Linked DNA regions of Mus musculus: all the other regions are linked to region 1. The links are chromatin contacts, called in public Hi-C and promoter capture Hi-C maps. All regions are on one chromosome and are shown on one strand. Each heading gives the region's core, a stretch centred on a gene start, on an enhancer-like site or on the middle of the called end of the contact. The rest is flanking DNA. Distances are from core to core; before and after follow the strand shown. Region 1 holds the start of Rragc (Ras-related GTP binding C). Region 2 holds the start of Dph2 (DPH2 homolog). Region 3 holds the start of Elovl1 (elongation of very long chain fatty acids (FEN1/Elo2, SUR4/Elo3, yeast)-like 1).

Evidence for each region. Promoter capture Hi-C pulls out the DNA fragments that hold promoters and counts their contacts. A called contact is a pair of places that touch in the nucleus more often than the background predicts.
Region 2: a Hi-C map of regulatory T cells shows a contact between it and region 1, with 5 times the contacts expected there. The contact joins the promoter of Dph2 here to the promoter of Rragc in region 1. A contact is called at or near these places in 1 of 39 promoter capture datasets (pre-B cells) and 2 of 484 Hi-C or Micro-C datasets (CD4 T cells and regulatory T cells).
Region 3: a contact with region 1 is called in a promoter capture Hi-C map of pre-B cells. The contact joins the promoter of Elovl1 here to the promoter of Rragc in region 1. A contact is called at or near these places in 1 of 39 promoter capture datasets (pre-B cells) and 3 of 484 Hi-C or Micro-C datasets (CD4 T cells, CD8 T cells and regulatory T cells).

What each region holds. Positions count from the first base shown.
Region 1 is chr4:123,915,517-123,920,351 of GRCm38.p6, reverse strand. Rragc (Ras-related GTP binding C) reads right to left here and starts at 2,919. Exons shown (of 7, transcript NM_017475.2): 1 at 2,585-2,919; 2 at 300-503. The coding sequence starts at 2,818. It also overlaps D130007C19Rik.
Region 2 is chr4:117,890,084-117,894,918 of GRCm38.p6, reverse strand. It overlaps Dph2 (DPH2 homolog), which reads left to right and starts at 2,916. Exons shown (of 6, transcript NM_026344.3): 1 at 2,916-3,209; 2 at 3,492-3,604; 3 at 3,801-4,024; 4 at 4,218-4,835. The coding sequence starts at 3,063. Ipo13 (importin 13) reads left to right here. Exons shown (of 20, transcript NM_146152.3): 19 at 1-175; 20 at 262-426. The coding sequence ends at 358.
Region 3 is chr4:118,426,184-118,431,018 of GRCm38.p6, reverse strand. It overlaps Elovl1 (elongation of very long chain fatty acids (FEN1/Elo2, SUR4/Elo3, yeast)-like 1), which reads right to left and starts at 2,926. Exons shown (of 8, transcript NM_019422.3): 1 at 2,804-2,926; 2 at 464-523; 3 at 114-304. The coding sequence starts at 509.

The DNA.
Region 1 (4,835 bases), core at 1,670-4,169:
CTCCCTGACGGTGTGGCCATCGATGGATACTTCAGTGGGTGAGGTGACCACTGTAATAGTTAATGAAGTACAGCAGTATCTACTATTAACCAATAAAAGTAGAAAGCCAATGGTAACGGTTCATTATGTAAATGGCAGCTCCTAAACACCTGAGAGTCTGGAGTCAGGTGCAGGCAGTATAAGGGGATCTACTGGAAAGAGAGTAGCTTCAAGCACATGACAAAGGAGACAAACAGCTTTCCTCCTTTTCTCTGCCTTTTTGCCACCAGAGAGGTGCACACACCATCATGCCTAACTACCTGTGCATCAATGACATATATCAATGCTCCTGTGCCCCTGAAGATCATTTCGTAGTCAAAGGTTGGATCAAAGAAGTCCATCTGCCCAGGAAAATCCCAAATCTGGAAGTTCACAAAGGAGCTGTTGGAAATGTCATCTTTATAAATCTTGTTGGTACTTTCCAAAAAGAGAGTCTCATTGGGTGACATCTTATGAAACACCACCTGTGAGGAGAAACAGAGACAACTTTGTAACTATTTAACTATACAAGTCATATTAGAAATCCCATGGCACCAACCTTACAACTGTGACCTTGATGCAAAATAAATAAATAAGGTAATAATAGGACAGTCAATCACTGGTGCTATTTATTCTTCTATTTCTGACAAAAGGCACCAAGTTAATTTCCACTCAGTCCACTTTGAAGATGAGTTTTTCTCTTACTACTTTAACTGTGTTCTCGTGCCACCATCTCTGACCCATACGGTTTCCGTGTATTTGCTTTTTCTATTCTCAGGGTTTGTAACTTTTTGGAGGGGAGCAGAGGAGGGCTGTTTTGAGAAAGAGCCTCAGCTATATAGCCCAGATTAACCTCAAAATCCAATTCTCTTGCCTCTGCCTCCTCCAGTACTGAAATTACAGTACCACCTTGCCAGGTCCTATTGGGTTTTATTAAGAGAAACAGAGACAACGTTGTGACTATTTAACTGCCAAAGTTACATAGAAATCCTGTGGTACCAATATTACAACTGTGATCAGAGATTTAAACTTGTCAAGACCCGCTTTAAGATCATGAACTATTCTAGGTAATGTTTGAGACTTTGTGTTCATTCAAAAATAACACACACGCCTACCTCAGGCTCTTAGGAACAATAAAGACAATGGAGGGGATCCTGAGTAGGTAAAACTGTCCAGAGTGAGAAGTAGGGAGACCTGGGGGAGGAGGGAAGAGGCAGCTCCATAAGGCAGGAAATGGTAAAAACAATAAGCTGCCAATCATCACAGCAGGGAGCCAAAGGTGTAGCTCAGTGTGGTCCCAGAGCCTGCCTATCATGCATAATACCCTGGCTTCCAGCACCTGCACCAAGCCAAGCCAACCTGATAGCTCGTACCTGAAAGCTCAGGATGAGCTTAAAGTCACCCTTGGCTACATAGTCAGTTCTTGGCCAGCCTGCTATACAGGAAGAAAACAAAAAAACCACAGCAGGGCTGGAGATGTAGCTTTAAGGCTTGCCTGATACAACCCTAACATACAGCAAATTTGTCTCTCAGTGTTAACTTGGAAGAGAGAAAAAGTTCTCATAGGTTTCAAGTGGTAGTTACTTAGCATAAGCACTCCCCCCAAAGGTCTAACTTTGACACAGACGTGAGAAAATAAAACAGTTGTCCAGCAAGTGCAGGGGCGGAAGATGTGGGGGTAGGCAGCGATGTTGCTTTTTAAAAACACCACCCCTACAAAATACCAGAGATTTCTGTTTGGACAGACCTTTGTGTCAGAGTGGAAATGGGGAAAGCATGGTTGTCTGTGACCGTAGTTTTACCAGAAGTTCGCTCTGTTTGTAATGGGAATGGCTGATTGAAAGAAATCAACCCTGCCTCTATTTCCCTAAAAATACAAAGCCTTAGGCATTCATTCTATTCGTTCACGACGGACCCAAGTGAAAACAAATGCACTGATGTCTGTCCGCCTGCAAAACCGTCTCCAAAGATCGCTGTGACCAGCTACTGGGGACTGTCACCTGTAACTGCAACCACAGGGCTACAAGTTCTAAATAAAGTAGGTGTAGCGATAGAGTCCCCCCCCCCGCCCCCCCCCCCAAAAAATGTTTTTACAGAAGTCTCCAACAGACTGACAACAAACACTGAGATGCCCAGTGTCTTCGCCACAACACTTTCAGGCGCCGCTACGGTCCAGAGGCTGGGAGGAGATCCCTGAAAACTCCTGTCACCTAAGTGAGATGCGGCGGGACAGCACGCTCACCAAGTTCTCCGCGTGAGAACCGGGGACGACGGGTCGGTTTCGTCAACGCCACAAGGGCAGCGACCAGAAGGGAGGAGTTCTAGGGCGGTGACCGGCACCTGCCTCCTCCCTCCAGCCAGCGTCGCCTCCTGGCCCCCCTCGACCCTCGGAGGCCCAGGTCGGGGACCCTGGGCGAACCGCGCCCAGGCTCTGCGCTCGCAGGTGTGGACAGTGCCCGGGGACGCAGCGCCAGGCCTCCACCCTCTCAGGCCTCCTGGGCACCCGCCACCTGAGCGCCGTGGGCCGGGCAAAACCAAGGGCAGGCGGCGGCTGCGGGGCGCTCACCTTCTGGATGGAGGATTTGCCGCTGCGCCGGAGCCCCATAAGCAGGATCCTCGGCTTGGAGCTGTCAGCGCCGCCCGGGCCGCAGCCGCCGCCGGCCCCCGCGCCTCCGCCGCCACCCGCCGCTGCCTCCTCTTCCTCCTCCTCCACGCCGTAGCCGAAGTCCTTGGGGAACGAGTCGGCTGCGCCGTAACTGCCGGCCAGGGGCGTCTCCTCCGCCCCGTACTGCAGGGACATGGTGCTGGACCACCACCGCCCGCGCCCTGACAGGCCAGGCCAGGTTAGGCCGCCGCCTCCCCAGGCCGCCGCTGTTGCCGCCGCCCCCGGCAGTAGCCGCCGCAGGGCCCGCCCATAAGCCCAGCTCCGATTGGGCCGCCGCCAAGCTTCGGTTTATTATTGGCTGGGCGGGCTGCCACTCTGGGACAACAGGGTAAGTGGTACTATCACGTGCCCGGAATCACCTGACTAGCAGCGGCAGAAGGGGGGGAGGCGTCACGAGGAGTTCGGCCTGGCCGCGCCTCTCGTCGGCCTCCGGGCCTTCGCCCTGGGGGCACAGCCCGCAACGCACCTCGGCCTTCCATGCGCGCGCTGGGCTGCTCCCCGCTCCCCGCCTTCTTCCGGGCTCCGAGAGCAACGCAGGGAAGCTTCTAGGCGTCTGGGTAAGAATTCTTTGTGCCCCCCTCCCTTGTTGCAGCTGCCCTGCCAGTATTTAGTGATGCTTGTCAGGTCCTGGGTACCAGGAAGGCACTGGAAACTGAATTGCCCCTCCATGCCCTCAAGTTGCTTGAAGCTGAACAGAGATTGGACTTCTGTGTAAGTTGACTCAGTACAGATTTTATGGGAAAAGGCCATGAGGATAGATGAATTGCTCTGGAATTGGGTGAGTCCACCGGAGGTCGTGTGTGAGCCAGTCCAGACCTATAGATTCGGCACGTGCGAAAGGCAATTAGGAATCTCAGTGATAACTTGCCTATGCTGGTACCTGGAACCCGATAAGGAAAACAGATACGAGCATGCTAAAACATCTTCTAATTCCGTAAGCAGATCGCTGATAGGATACTGCTGCCCTTATATTCTACCGACTCCATCTTCACGCCCACCTAGTGCCCCTCCAGTAACCCATCCAGCAACTGAGTACTTGACTTCTTTGTGATTAGAGACTAGAGGAATTAGGGCTAATGAAGGCAAATGATTACTGCCAAAGTATGTTTCAGAAAGTTGTAAATGTCTCGGACTCCCAGAAGTGGAAATTTGACAACCCTTAAAATACAGCCGTGTACACTCAAAAGGAGTTGGGGTAGGGATAGGGCTTCTGGTTTTACAAAGTGACTGTTGTTTGCAGGGCTAAGGATGAAATTCGGGGTCTTTTGCGCATGCTAGGGAAAATTCTACCACATAGTCTCATCTCCTACTCAGACAGACTGATCTGACTGTAGAGAGAAAAGTAAGCTCTAGTAGGCCGTCACAACCTCACCTAAAAAATATCAACTCCACAGTACCTAATAGACAGGCAGAATGCACTTAAATATGCGTGTGTCTCTCAGTATCAATGGGAGAATGCTTTCAGGACACCCTTAATCCGATTAACCGACTGGAAGACGGTCAGATTCCTAGTATAGGCTATTTACATGTGAACCTATGCACACTCCATGTACTTTATATTATCTCTGCATTAATTATAATAACCAGTACAATGAAAAATGAAATTGTGTCTTTGCCAGGCATGATATGATGGCCCACATCCGTAAATCTCAGTACATCTGAGGCAGGTGTAGAATTCCCCCCAAAAAGTTCTAAGTCAGCCCACTCTACACATCCTTGACAGCCTTAGCTAGAAACCCCTTTTTTAAAGAATGGGATGTGTGTATAAATAGTTGTTGCACTATATTGCATAAGTGTAAAAATAAAGTCTACATATGTTCAGTACAATTCCCCCAAAATATTTCCAATCCAGTTGGCCTAATCTATGGATTCAGAGAACCAACTGCTGTGCCAGGGGAAATCAAATTTAACGGTAGCTTTGATAAAAGGTTTAACAGTTTTTGGGTGGAATATATGAGTAGAGATCATAGGACAACCACAGATATCTAAAAACTTTCACCCTGATTTTTTGGGAACAGTTTCTTCTTTATCTATCTCACAATGGGAGCACTGAGATTACTGACATAAATATGCTCAACTTTATGTGAGTTTGGGGGATTCAAACTCAAGACCTCACATTTATTTAAAAAGTGCTTCCCCACTGAGCCATCTT
Region 2 (4,835 bases), core at 1,667-4,166, 6.0 Mb after region 1:
GGGGCCAGGCCTCCCGTAGCCTCATGGACTGTTTTGCCGACATCCTGTTCGCCCTGAACAAACACTGCTTCAGCCTCCTGAGCATGTGGATCAAGGAGGCTCTGCAGCCACCTGGTTTTCCATCTGCCCGTCTCAGCCCTGAGCAGAAGGACACCTTTAGCCAGCAGATACTTCGGTGAGCAGAGCTGGTGTGGGCCTGAGCTGGGGTGTGGATGTGATGGTGTTGGTAGACAAAGCTGATATGCTCTCCCTTCCCTACAGTGAGCGAGTAAACAAGAGACGGGTGAAGGAGATGGTGAAGGAATTTACACTGCTCTGCCGGGGGCTACATGGCACGGACTACACAGCTGACTACTGAGGGACATGTGTGTCCCGCCTCACCCCTTCTTACCCCTTCCTGTTCCCAAAGAGTAAACCTGGACTCTTACTGCTGCCTCTGCCTCCTTTCTCTGTCCTCCATCACCTACATGGACCCAAGCCTGACGGAAGAATGGAAAGATGCTCGGACCCAGGCCTTGGTTTAGAATAGTGGGGACATAGGGAGGGTGTGGTACCAAATGCCTTTAATCCTAGCCCTTGGGAGGCAAAGGCCAGCGGACCTGTGTAAGTTCAAGGTCAGCCTGGTCTATCTACACAGTGAGTTCCACGATATCCAGCGCTGAATAATGAGAACCTGTCTCAAAAAACAAAACAAAGAATGGAGGGGACACCTAGCTCTCAGGGAGGGTGTTACCATCCAAGCTGCCTAGCCTGGAACCAAATACTGCCTGTTCTTGCTCCCAGGGTGAGAGGCTACAGTACAGCAGCATCAGCAGCCCATATATACTCCTGTTAGATTCATGCATACATTTAATCAGCAACCTAATCTGAGTACTAGGTCCCTGGTTCTAAGCCAAACAAAGGCTGGCCCCATCGTAGCTAATGTACTCAGTAGAGAATGGGTTCAGAATGGCTGTGTGGAGAAAGTTGCATTTCTGTTGAGAATATGTGCCTTCAGGATCCACCTGGGGTATGGGAAGAAATGGTGTGGAGATTAGATTTCCAGGATGGATGTGTGGTATGGTATTTTATTTTTATTTATGTTCATTTATATTGAGTACATTTCAAGGGGTCAGAGAGCTGGGCTGCAGCCAGTGTACCACCTGCACCTTGATAAGGTGTTTTAGAACACCACTTGCACGTGGTCAGGAGGGCTGTAGAAAGTAAGGTGGAGTGAGAGGAACTGGAAGGCCTTTCATCCCTTAAAGGAGGAATAAGGGTTACCTAACGTTGCCTGTGTACCCCTAGCTCTCCCTCTTAGCACCTTTAAGGCAGATCAGATCAGTCCGTCAGGACCACGGACAGCGCACGGCAGCCGGACTTCTTCCTTTATTTTCTCAGCTGTAGTTCTGTCTGCCCTGCCCTTCTGGTTACCCATCAGTAAGATCAGAAGAACGGGCTGAGTTCGCCCCACTCCCATCCATGACATCTGAATCCACTTGCTGGATGGGGTAACTGCATCCCATCCTCTGATCTTCCCCAGCTTTTGTACTGATTCTGCCTTTCATTCTTTTCCATCCAGTGTCTTCCTCAGCCAGCTAGTAGCATCAGTGTCTTCCACTTCATTATTTATCCCGCTCCTCAGTCCCAATTAAAAAAAAATGTGTATGTGTGTATGGCTGAGTTTATATCTGCGCACCACCTGAGTGTAGTTGCCTGCAGGTATTAGAAAAGGGACAAAAAAAAAAAAAAAAAAAAAAAAAAAGCTGGGCGTAGTGGCGCACGCCTTTAATCCCAGCACTTGGGAGGCAGAGACAGGCGGATTTCTGAGTTTGAGGCCAGCCTGGTCTACAAAGTGACTTCCAGGATAGCCAGGGCTATACAGAGAAACCCTGTCTCGAAAAAAAAACAAAACAAAAAAAAAGGAAAGGGACCTCCTAGAACTGGAGTTGCACATAGTTATAAGCCACCATGTGGGTGGTGGTAACTGAACCCACTGCAAGCACAGCAAGTGCTCTTAGCCACTGAAACATTTCTCCAGCCCCGTTAGTCCCATTCCCACAGTCCTGATTTCTCAGCTCTCCTGGAGGATGCAGAGATGCGCCACATGTTTTCAGTCCTTTTTCCCTACGGCATCACGTGAAGAGAGTCTTCCTCTCCCATCCCTCCTTATGATAAGAAGTCGTGTGGGAGAATGTGGGATGTAGCTCAGCCAGAGAGTCGTTGCTTTCCATGCACGAGGCCCCAGGTTCAGTCCCAAGGAGGTGGGGCGAGAGAATAAATTCGGGCTCTAAAGCCCAGTTTCTAGAACCAGCAGACATGGTTTTGTTTTTCTTATCTATATGGGATAATTCTTGCTTCTAATGATGAACTGGTGAACTTAGCAAGGGTCAGTGTTTGGTTGACAGACCGTGAGGACAACAGGTTGTGGGACAATTCTCTAGCAGGCAAAGTAAAGGACATAGAGACATTTTACGATGTCTGGCAGTAAGTACCTGCTCACAAATATTCAAACCCAAGCTGTGGGCACTGAGTTGGAAATTATGCAGTACTGGGAGATCCAGCTCGGTCACACAGCAAGACCCTGTTTCAGATTCTGGGGGCTGTGAAGATGGCTTGGTGGATTAGGGAGCTTGCAGCCAACCCTGAAGAACTGAGCTGTATAAGGACCCTTGCTCTCACTGTATGTATATACGTGCACACGCGCGCGCGTTTAAATATGATCAGCAGATAGCGCCTGCTCACACTGAATTAGTGACTTAGAAATTAGAGGGCACCGGCAGGCTGGCCTTAGGGTATCCGGGAAGAAGCTTTAGCCAGTGGAACCACAACACCCACAAGGCTTTGCGGCACTTCCGATTGGTCCTGAGTGAGAGGCTAGTGATTGGTTCTCTGTGGGAAGTCCTTGAACCCGGAAGTAATCTCCGTAGGTCCATGTGTAGTGGAGAGCCGGGAATTTGGAAGCGTACGGTTTGGATCCTAGGACCCGAGGACAGGTTGGTCCGGATCCACAAACAGAGCTGCTGTGACCTCGAGGACTTTTGAGGGTGCAGCTGCATCTCACCCCACCCAAGCTGCGCCCAATGGAGTCTACGTTCAGCAGCCCTGCGGAGGCAGCCCTGCAACGGGAGGCGGGCGTTCCAGGACAGTTCACTCCTCCTGAAGACCTGGACCGCGTGTATGAGCTGGAGCGAGTTACGAAATTTGTCTGCGATTTAGGTTGTCAGCGGGTGAGGTCTGGTTCAGAGAAGGGGGCGCGAAAAGGGGGCGCGGGGCGCGGGCTCTCCTCTGGGTATGGGTTGCGGAGATTGGGACTTTGGGTCGGGATCCGCCCGTATCGCACGGATTACCCACAACTCTGTGGGGCTGGCTGCCTCCTTAGAAGTAGGGGCTTGGGATGTTTAGTGGGTTTTTTTGTTTGTTTGTTTGTTTTTTTGTTTGTTTTTTGTTTTTTTGCAGAGGCTGTTGGTGGAGGAGTGAGGTTGTCGCTGACTTGTGGCTTGTATTTACAGGTGACTTTGCAGTTCCCTGACCAGTTACTAGGAGATGCGGGAGCGGTGGCTGCCCGGCTGGAGGAAGTCACAGGAGCTAAGATGTTCATTTTAGGGGACACAGCTTATGGCAGGTATGGGGTTTCCCAGCCCACAGTGTCTGCCTCCAGTGACCGTGTTTGCACGATGAGAAGCTCCTGATGCCAGCTTCCCTCAGTCACAGTGAATTCCTAGCTTGGTGCCATTTTCTCCACTGGCCACATTTCCCATTGATGACAACTCTTCTCTCCAGGTAGGGAACACCTCTCACCAATGCTCTCTCCCCTGCAGCTGCTGTGTGGATGTGCTGGGCGCCGAGCAGGCTGGAGCTCAAGCCCTTGTGCACTTCGGTCCTGCCTGCTTAAGCCCCCCAGCCTCGCAGCTGCCCATCACCTTTGTCCTTGGTCAGCGACCCGTTGCTTTAGAGCTCTGTGCAAAGGCCTTTGAAGCCCAGAACCCAGATCCGACAGCCCCGGTGGTACTGCTGAGTGAGCCAGCTTGTGCCCATGCCCTAGGTGAGAAATTATACCTGTGAGGGAAAGAAGGGTGGGTCCACAGCTTCATGCCTTAATTCCTCCTATTTAAGCACACTTACCTAGAGCTCTTGGCCTCAGTTGGCCTGGCTTGTCCTTTAGGGTCACATTGAGGCATCTGGGGATGAGACATCTCTTACTTTGCCAGACTTCAACTCTGATGCACCTCTTTCAGAGCCTTTGGCCATGCTCCTGCTCCCAAAGTACCAAGATCTGCTCATCTCCCGCCCAGCTCTTCCCCTGCCAGTGGGATCCCCGAGCTCACAGCCTGAGTCCCTGGAGCGTTTTGGGCGCTGCTTCCCCCTGAATCCAGGGAGACGTCTGGAAGAATATGGTGCCTTCTATGTAGGGGCTTCTCAAGCAAGCTCGGACTCCAGCCTTGATCCCGACCTGAGCAGACTGCTCTTGGGTTGGACACCAGGGCGGCCCTTCTTTTCCTGTTGTCCAGATACAGGACAGACACAAGACCAGGGTGCCAAGGCTGGGAGACTAAGAGCACGAAGACTGTATCTCATAGAGAGGGCCAGAGATGCCCGTGTGGTTGGGCTGCTGGCAGGCACATTAGGTGTGGCTCGACACCGTGAGGCACTGGCACACTTGCGGAAACTGACGGAAGCTGCTGGAAAACGTAGCTATGTGTTAGCCGTGGGGAAGCCCACACCCGCCAAGCTTGCCAACTTCCCTGAGATGGACGTCTTTGTGCTGTTAGCCTGTCCCCTGGGGGCACTAGCCCCCCAGCCTTCGGGTGGCTTCTTTCGGCCTGTATTGACGCCATGTGAATTGGAGGCTGCCT
Region 3 (4,835 bases), core at 1,677-4,176, 5.5 Mb after region 1:
CCTCCCCTTCACTAACTGAACCTCGGCAACAGATAGTGCCATGCTCTGGCCCATGCCCTGTACCCTAACTCTTAACCTTCAACAGAAACTACAGCCTAGGCATTCCAGCCTACCTCATAGACAATGTAGAGGGAGAGTATCACCAGTGAGAAATTGTAGACAATCATGAAGCCTCGAAGTTGGAAGGGCTTCCGATTAGCCATGATTCGAGGCCCAAGCGATAGGATGAAGTACACATAGGTCAGAAGGATGGATGTTATTAGCAAGGGGGACCCCATCAGAGGGTAGCTTTGGATCCGGGGATCTGTGAATAGGATGTCAAAGGAGTGAGGGTCACAGGGTTTAAGAGCCTTCCTTGGTCTAGACATGAGTCAGGTCACAAGGAGTTCCTAAGGACATAACCCTAGATCCTGGGATACCAGGGAAGAAGGGAAGGAAGGCAGTGCCATAGACAGCAGCTTACCCGCATGCTTCATCAGCTCGTGGTACAAGTTCACAACAGCCTCCATCCTGGCTAAGGACTCTAAGGAGGGATGGAGAGGAGGTATTAGGCAGGGACCACTGCATGGCCCCCCATCACACATGTGGTCCACAGGACAAGATACAGAATCAGACAGCTGCTGCCTCACTGACAAAAGGATAGGTCTCTGAACTAAAGTATTTTCCTAGCATACACAAGGCCCCAGGTCGAATCCTGGCCATGGTGAGGCCATGGTGAGCAGGCGTGTACTGGGAGAAGAGACAGTCTGGAACATCGGCTGCCGAAGCATCCGGCCTGCCTGGATGGAGCTGTCCCACCTTTCCCCTCCACTCTCTTCGAGTGTTTCCCTTCCCTGCCTTCCTCCTTCCCTCTGAGACCTGCCTTCCAGGTCTCCTGGAGCCTTTCTCCTCACAACACAGTTCATCTTCCCAGTGAACTTCCTCAACCTTTTTGGCAAGCAGTCTCATCTCTCAGCTTTGAGAGACACTCTTCTCTCCAGAGAATCTCCCCTTCAGCCACTCCTCTCATACCCCCTTCTCCCAGGTAAAGTCCCTCTGGCCCTTTTCCAAGACTCTCCTCTCGCCTCTGTCCCCTGCAGGGACTCCCACCTGCTTCTGTCCTTTCTAGTACCTGAACAAACCTAGGGTTCCACTTCTGTGGTGAACACCAGTGCCCCCGGGCTTCCCCTTTGCCTCCCAGGCTCTCACCTCCAGCCTCCTGCCTTCTTCCAGTGCTTCACCTCCAGCCTCTCTCCTCCCTTCTTCTCAGGGGCAAGTTCTGCCTCTCTCTCTCTTCCACTCCAGGAGCCTGGCTCTTTGAGACTCCTGCCCTGGCGGCTCCACCTGTCTGACTAGATCTTGTAGCAGCCCCGCCCTCCTCCCGCCCCCGCTACGTTGGGCATGGGGTGGAGGGTGGGTCCAGGCCACAGGTCAATGCCTAGAGGAGCAGGACCCACCAGAATTGAGAAAGCCAAGTGAGCCCCAGCCTCACCACCTCTGACCAGCCAGATAAGTTTGTAGGTTCTCCAGAAACTTCTGGCCAGGACGTCTGGCCAAAGCCAGAACTGCTAAAAAATCCACACCCAGCATTCTCTCCCAAACCAGCCATGAATTCTTAGTTTGTCCTACTTTAGAATGGGCATCACCCTTCCCTACCAGGGAGGGGTGAGGACACCAGTGGTATGTGAGGAGGTGGGAGAGTGGGGGAGGTCTCAGGAATCTTTCCCTCTTCTGGGAGGGAGCCTCATGGGCTAGGTCCCCTCCTCCTCAAAGTTGGAAGGAATGCCAAGGGAAAGTTTATAGGGATACAAAAATTTAGCCTAGACCCAGGAGAGCCTAGGACTTTGTCCCAGAGGACTCCGGCAATTGCCCAACAAGCGGAGTGCTCCAGCTGCTCTCCATCAATCTCCAGCCTTGGGGCTTGAGTTCTACCATCCACATCCACGCTCTCACACAGTAATATGTACCTTCATCACACCGCTCTCAACCACCCCCAGAGACATGCATACCGCGCCAGGAGCTAGCCAGCATACATCCACACACAGTCCAGGCATATCTTGTTGACCACATCACCCAAACAGGCCTCCCTACTGGACTCGGACATGCCAGGCTCCTAAACTTCACACCTGTCAGGGATTGCATTAACCGCGGGACATACAGCTGACCAGGCATGGGTACATCTTCACCCACACCTCCCTTCTGCACACACAGCTCTCTGGTGAGTGACACTCATTTCTTCCTACAGTTAGACTTTGGTTGGTGGCTTATGTTGGAGTGGGGCCTAGCACTTAGGCATGTGCTCTGACACACGTGAGCTTGCCAGTTCCTTATCTCCTCCCTCAACCACCTCCTCCAATTCACTCGCCCTTCACCACCACTTAACACCGGGAGATACACAGTGACCCAGAGGGCAAGAGGGAGTCCAGACTTCTGAGGATCTCTCCCTAAGTTTGAGGGAAACCCGGGTGCGCACCACCCCCCTCCCGCAGTGAAACAGAGCCAGTTCCCTTAAGATGGATGGAAAAGAAAAAGGGCACCGGCATGGGGCAGGAAGGGAAAAGAGAGGAGTGGGCAAAGGGTGGAAGGCCAGGAGGTGCTGAAAAAGAACTAGGTGTGAGCAAATGGGGGTCAGGGGCCAAGGTGCCGGGGAGGGATCCTGTGGGCAGGCCCAGCCCCAGTGCCTGGGACCTCCCACCCACTCGCCCCAGGAACAGCCTCGCCCACAGCCTGGGCAGGGCAGGGCAAGGCAGGCAGGGCAGGGCTAGCCTGGCCAGCCAGGCAGGGGGCGCTGGCACGTGGGGAGCCATGGAAGGTACACACTCACCAGTGGAAACCAGGCGGGCAGCAGTGAAGGGTTCAAAGGGATCAGGGCCGGAGAGAAGTCCCCAGGGCCGCCTGCCGGCCACTTCCTCATCTGCTGGGCCGACTTTCTGTCACCAGAGGGGGAGGGGGCGGGCCGGGCGGGGGGCGCCTGCTGATTGGGCGGCTGGCCGAGGCAGGAGGGGCCGTCCAGCGCCTGCCTGGCCGCCAGGGCGGGAGCAGGGGCGGGTCGCCAGATCCCGGGGCAGGAAGCACACCCAGCCCCAGCTCTCCACCCCTTCCTTCGCATCTCTCAGCCTGTCCCGCCGATGACTATGGCTTGGCCCGCACCCAGCTTCTTCTTGAGGTTCAGCCTGCATGGCCCCATTCGTGGTCCTCTGTCCAGTCCAGCATGAGGACCCACTCATCTCCTGTCTGCTTTGTGACAGTCGCGGCTTATGATTACGGGAAATTTCCAGGGTTCAACCGTTCCCTCAAGGCTTTTCCTGGAAGAGGAGGGCCAGCTGTGCCTACTAAGGGCTGATTGGGGTGGCGGGAGGCTTTAGCGGGAGGCAGCAGTCGGCCACCACCATGCTTCTCAGAGCCTATAAACTTGGATGAGTCCTAGCTTTAGGAGGCACAGAGAGGATTTCCTGGAACGGAGATGGGAGAATACAAGTGGCCCCAGGCAAGAACTGTGAATCACTGTCTAAACTGGCCTTCAAGGTAGTGAAAGGGGGTGGGGGTGGGGGTAGCAAGTGAAATTGGCTGTGGTTCAATGTAGTAGATCTTGGAGGCCAAATGAGGCTGCCTGACTTATTCTAGAAGCAGAAGAAAACAAGAATTTTGAGGCAGCTCATCTCATCTGTCAGACATTTACTGGCCATCTACAGTGAGCGAAACCACATTAAGCTCTGCTCCCCACACTAACATAACTTATAACCCAGGTACAAGGTACTAGAGAGACCAGGTGAGAGGAAAACAGCTGGTCTGAAGAGGTAACAGATGGGGTTGGGAAAGCCAGACAACGTTGCAGGGGTAGGGGTGGGGGAGGAGTTAGATGTCAATTCAGTACCACCACCCACCCACCCCAGCACCAGATAGTCCAACTATTGCATGGCATGAAATCTGTCTTTCCTATAAAGACTCAATTACAGCTTGGACAACTGGATGATGTAAGTAGGCAGAGAGTTGAGGAATTTAGAAGAGGCAGTGGCTAGGAAGGATAATAGGTTCATAATTGGTGGATTTGGTTACCTAGGCATTGATAAGAGATGAAGGCCAGAGTATAGTTTTCAGCATTCTTTAGATTACCTGTTTACCTGTTAGCACCTACTCTTGACCAAAAAAAAAAAAAAAAAAAAAAAAAAAACAACCAGCAGAGAATTTACTTCCAAACCCAGCTTCTGTATCATTGTATACTAGACCCCCATGTCCCTGAAATGTCATTCTCAAGCCATAGCCTGAACTCCAGCCATCAAATGTCAGCAGCTTTCTCTCCAGTGAACATCTGTGGTGGATCCAAAAGCTCCCAGTGGAGCGTTCGGGATGGTGTTTTGCATGTGTGATTAAGACTTGTTAGATGAATGTGCACAAATTTACATACAAACATATCCATCTATGGGGCTGCCTCTGACTCTCAAGCCTTCATCATCGTGAGATGCAGTCAGATCTCCACTCTGTAAACCACTCCTGCTTCTGACTAATGTATTTTCTGCACCTTTCCCAACTCCACGATCCTTTCAGCAGGAAAAGTTCATATTTTAGTCATATCTCTTAACTCCAATTGGACCTATTATCTGTCATGCAGTTAACCGTACATGTTTTCTGACTTGCTGTTAAAAATACATAGGACAATGGAAGGAAAGGAGAAACTAAGACCCGGAGAGAACAGTACATCTTTATATTTCTCTTGAGAGTAGTGTTTATTGAGTTAACCAATACTTACCAAGGTCCTGATGGCTTTCATGTGTATTCAAACAGCTCTAAGGCCACACCTGACTCTGAAGTTCTGAGCTTAAATGTCCCAGTTAATGTGTGTGTGATCGTGCATATAT